Linked DNA regions of Sus scrofa: region 2 is linked to region 1. The links are chromatin contacts, called in public HiChIP or PLAC-seq maps. All regions are on one chromosome and are shown on one strand. Each heading gives the region's core, a stretch centred on a gene start, on an enhancer-like site or on the middle of the called end of the contact. The rest is flanking DNA. Distances are from core to core; before and after follow the strand shown. Region 1 holds the start of KXD1 (kxDL motif-containing protein 1). Region 2 holds the start of JUND (transcription factor jun-D).

Region 1 (2,515 bases), core at 6-2,505:
TGGACCCCTAGCCTGGGAACTTCCATATGCTGCAAGTGCAGCCCTAAAAAGCAAAAACAAACAAACAAAAAACAACCCAAAAAAACAAAAAACAAAACAAACTATTGGTTTCAAGTTCCCACTGTGGCACCACAGCATCAGCAGCGTTTTGGGAGCTCTGGGATGCAGGTTTGATAAGGATCCAGTGTTGCCAAAGCTATGGCTTGGGTTGCAACTGCAGATTGGATTTGATCCCTGTCTTGGGAACTCTGTATGCTGCAGGGCAGCTGAAAAAAAACCCACAAAACAAAAACTATTGATTCAACTATAAGAATATATAGAAATCCTGGAATCCTGGCCTTATAAATAAGAATCCTAGTCATCATTAACTATTCAATGAATGAAGGAAGGAGAGCATGGCAGTGATAATACAGTTTACCCCTAGTTTATTGAGGGCTTGCATTGGACCAAGTCTTTTGTTGCAAGAGATTTACCTGCATGATCTCATAAAGTTAAGCCACTTGCACCAGGCCCCCCCAACCAGGATTTGATAGAACTGGAATTTGAACTCAGATATGTCCAATTCCAGGGCTCTCAAAGAGACTTCCGTGTGCCCAGGAGCATGTGTATTTCTCCCAAGCTCTTGGTAACCTTAAGAGGCAGATCCTGTGTTCACCTGGACTCACAGTTAAACTGAGGACCAGAAAAATAAGATATATAATATGTAACACATATCACAAGGCCTCAATAACTAAGGATAATTAATCCGGAGTTCCCGTTGCGGCTCAGTGGTTAAAGAATCCGACTACGAACCACAAGGTTGCAGGTTTGATCCCCGGCATGGCTCAGTGGGTTAAGGATCCGGTGTAGCCATGAGCTGTGGTGTAGGTTGCAGATGTGGCTCGGATCCTGCTTGGCTGTGGCTGTGGCATAGGCTGGTAGCGGCAGCTCTGATTTGACCCCTAGCCTGGCCAGAAAAAGGTCACCAAAAGCAGAGCAGGGATTTTTGAAGCGGAATGAGTCTGATTCCCAGCCTGGAAAACATAACACGTGGGTCTGGGTCGACCACAGGCCACTAGAGCACTATATGCCCTTGTGGGAATGCCCGCCACTCTCGGATCTCTGTCTTACCACTTACAAAACTGGGCGTGTTTTCAGCCTCTCTCTCCACCCCTCCCCCCGCCCTTCCGGGCTGCCAAGGAGCAGGGTTTTGGAAACTACGCAGGCGCGCGAGGGACTGCTTGATTGGCTATTTGTTATGAACCCCCTCCCCGCAAACAGTAACTGCGTCTAAGTCCCACCTCTTCCTGCCGCGCCTCCACGCACGCAAGTCGGCCCCGGGCACGTTGCGGACACGCGCGCTAGCACTCATGGTACGTGATGACGTTGAGGCGGCACTGGCGCCATCCCGGAAGCGCGAGCAAGGCCGCCAGATGTGCAGGTGCTGCTGCCACCGACGCCGGGGCCGAGTTCAGGGTGGGGCTGGGGACGCAGGGGCTTCTGGGCAGCTGGGCCGGGCGGGAGCAGTCCCCGGGCTGTCGCGGGGTGGGGCGCGCCGCTGGCAACATCTGGACACCCTGCGCACAGGCCTCAGTTTCCCCGGCTGCGCAGTGGACGCGCGGACGGCGCCGTGGGCTGGATCCGGATCCGGGGCGCCAGAGTTGGGGGCGTCTATGTTGAAGCTGTGCTATATCACCCAGAACCGGGCTTTTCCCTGCTTAGGCCTCAGTTTCCCGGCTTCACAGGGGCGGGGCTTGAGGGGCTTTGTGAGCCCCGCCGCACTGGGGGGTTTTGCAGAGCTGGGGTAGCCCAGTTAAATTCTGTTAAATGATCTAGGTGGAGTCGCGGCGTCTCTCTGCCTAGGTGTGTGACCTTGGGCAACTGAGCCCACCTCTCTAGCCTTGGTTGCCTTCGGAAATGATAGTGTCAGTCTATCTGCCTCTCAGGGGTGATTAGGGATTAAATGAAGTGTTTTACAAGTGTTCGTTTGTATTCTTGGAAGCACTGGGGAGACCCTCATTAGAATAGTGATTCTTGGCCCAGTCCTAGGTTTTCTTAACACTCCCCTCGGAGAAACTGCCTGCTACCAGTCCACTGTCTCATCACTATTGGTTTCATTACCCAAAGATAGTGTTGTGAGATTCTGATTCTTTGTTATTCCTAGCTTCTGGATGAGAAGGACCCAGGAGGTGAGGTGACTTTCCTAAGGTCACGGAGCCTCCCTCTCTGCGTGTTTCCCCCATAAATATATTTGGAGCTGGGACTAGTGCCTATACTGGATCATTTTTCACCCTGTATATGGGTCAGACCGATACTTAGTCAGGGAAGGCTTCCCGTGAGAAGCAGCTGGTGAGGGAGTATGCATTGAATCTCTCAGCCCTCACATCTGGGAGCCAGAGACAGGAAAGAGCCTTACTTTGAAGCAGAACCATTTCCCGGGGTCCAAATGTTTTGCCCTCCAGGCCTAGTTGTGGGGTTCCTGCCACATGCCTCTGTCCTTTGAGAGCCCAAGTATCCTCTTTATATATGATCTTTG
Region 2 (2,515 bases), core at 9-2,508, 280 kb before region 1:
CCGCAAACCCGCCTCTCTGGAAGGGGGCCGCGCATGCGCCCCGCGCGCGGGCTCAGTACGCCGGCACCTGGTGCTGGGGCAGCAGCTGGCAGCCGCTGTTGACGTGGCTGAGGACCTTCTGCTTGAGTTGCGCCACCTGCTCGCGCAGCAGGCTCGCCGTGGACGCCAGCTCCGTGTTCTGGCTCTTGAGCGTCTTCACTTTCTCCTCGAGGCGCGAGATACGCTCCAGCTTGCGCTTGCGGCACTTGGAGGCAGCGATGCGGTTGCGCAGCCGCTTGCGCTCCGCCTTAATGCGCTCCTGAGTGTCCATGTCGATGGGCGACAGCGGCGGGCTCTCGCCGAAGCTCGGCACGTCGGGCACCGTCTGCGGCTCATCCTTGAGTGCGGCCAGGCGTGGCGGCCCCAGCGCGCCTGGGGCGGCGGCGGCGGCGGAAAGGGCACGGGTTCAGCGGCGAAGGCGACCGTCGCAGCTCCCCCCGAACCCCCAGTCCCTCCCGCGTAGCTGCTCAGGTTCGCGTAGACGGGCGCCTCGGGCGTGGCCGCCGCTGGGGCCAGCTCGCTGGGAGGTGCGGCGCCTGCAGCCGTGCCTGAGGGTCCTCCGGCGGCGGCGGCAGCGGAGGCCGCGCCCGCGCCCAGCTGGTTTTGCTTGTGCAAGTCCTCCAGGGCCTTGACGAAGCCCTCGGCGAACTCCTGCTCCTCGCTTGCCGCCACCTTGGGGTAGAGAAACTGCGTGCTCGTCGGCGTGGTGGTGACCAGCCCGTTGGACTGGATGATGAGACGTTCGAGCTCGGGCGAAGCGAGCTTGAGCAGCCCCAGGTCGGGCGAAGGGAGCAGGCTGTCGGGGGGCGCCGCACCCTGGGCGCCGTCGGTGCGCAGAGGGGCCGGGGGCGGTGCGGCCGCGGGCTTGAGCGCCGCTGCCACCTGCTCGCTCAAGCTCAGCGTCAACGCGTCCTTCTTCATCATGCTGCCGGCGGCTGCCGTCGGGGGCGCCCCGGGGAACAGGCGACCCGGGGACGCGAAGCTGCCACCGCCGCCACTGCCACTGCCGCCGCCCAGGCCGCTCAGCGCCTCATCGCCGTAGAAGGGTGTTTCCATCCTCCGCCTCCCCCGCCGCGCCGACCCGGGGGGGGGAGTGGCCGCGGCCGCCCGGGGGGCCCTCGCCCCCCCGTCCGCTCGGCCCTGCGCCCGCCCAGGCCGCGGCCGCTGCGCCCAGCCCTCTGCTGGCGGCGGCTCCCGAGTCGCGCAACGCGCGCGCCCCCTTATAGCCTCGGCCGGGTACGATGAGCTCACTGTCCCTGCTCGCCATTGGACGCGGGTGACGTCGCTCATTTGCATGGAGGGGCGGGGCCAAGCCACTGACGGCCTCTTCAACCCCCACCGACTGCAGTCGTCCAGGTGACGCGCGGTAAACGGCACAACAGCGCGCTGCCTTGTGGGTTGACGTCATGGGGGCGGGCCGCGCGTCGGCCCGGTCACTCCGCCCCAGGAGCCAGAGTAAGACCCAGGCCCCCAGCACCGCCTCCCGCCAAGGCACGTCCCGGGTGGCGTGATGGGCCCGGCCACCAGGCGCCCGCCCGCCCGAAGCCCCGCCCCGCGTCCGCGCGTGGGGCCCCGGGCGGGCGGAGGCGGTACTGGCTCCGGGGACAGAAGGGGGATGGGGCCCCGGATGGATAAATAACTCCCTGGCGCCTCCAGCTCCACTACGCCGGCTGGGCTTCCCTTAGCGCGCCTGTAGCTACGCTCCGTGGGGTTGAAGACCTGAGGGAGCTGAAGCGTGGCTCGCCAGGGTGTGGGTCTAGTCTGTCCACCTCACCTCCACCCCCCAGCCCAGTCCCAAGTGGTGTGTTTGCTTCAGAAAGGCCGGGAAGCGGAGAGGAGGCCAGAAGTTGCTGGAACCTTTTTGATCTCAATACTTTTCACTGGGTGGGACTGAATCGTGGAGTCTGACTTCCTGACTTTACAGATGGGAAATTGAGGCTCGGCGAGGTGGAGTGACCTGTCTCCGGGACCAGGCCTGAGCTCTTATACATCTGGCAGAACCCTGGCGTCCATGACCCTGGACAGCCCCCTACCTGGGTCCCACTCCTCACCCCCCAACCCTTGGCCCTTGGCTCCCGGACTGAGCTATTAAGGCAGGAATCCCAGTCCGTATTTATTACCATGATTGTCAGGTCAGGCTTAATTGGCCTCGAAAAGGCTGGCTGGGAACGGAATGTGAGGGAGGTGGGAGAGACTCTTCCCACCTTGGGACTTCTGGGTCTGACCTACAGTCCCTGCATACAACCCCTCCATGGTTCCTACCACACTGAGGATGGAGCCTAGTCCATCGGGAGGGGGCCCCACACCTTTCTTGTGGTGTTCTCTAACCTTTCACCCTCACCTTCTTTGAGCTTTGTCTTCCCAATTCATTGCTACCTCGGGGCCTTGACAGGTGCTGTGCCCTCAGCCTGATGCTGCCTTCCCCCAGTGCCAACACTTGTCCTTAGGCCCCTCACACTCACCTTGTTTCCATTAT

The links. HiChIP or PLAC-seq counts read pairs in DNA pulled down with a chosen protein or histone mark.
Region 2: a contact with region 1 is called in an H3K27ac HiChIP or PLAC-seq map of alveolar macrophages. The contact joins the promoter of JUND here to the promoter of KXD1 in region 1. A contact is called at or near these places in 1 of 5 promoter capture datasets (fetal liver), 1 of 47 Hi-C or Micro-C datasets (embryonic fibroblasts) and 1 of 2 datasets of contacts at active chromatin or transcription factors (alveolar macrophages).

The regions. Positions count from the first base shown.
Region 1 is chr2:59,249,633-59,252,147 of Sscrofa11.1, reverse strand. It overlaps KXD1 (kxDL motif-containing protein 1), which reads left to right and starts at 1,255. Exons shown (of 5, transcript XM_013991423.2): 1 at 1,255-1,352. The coding sequence starts at 1,350.
Region 2 is chr2:59,529,734-59,532,248 of Sscrofa11.1, reverse strand. It overlaps JUND (transcription factor jun-D), which reads right to left and starts at 1,258. Exons shown (of 2, transcript XM_021083521.1): 1 at 418-1,258; 2 at 1-415. The coding sequence starts at 1,095. The coding sequence ends at 53.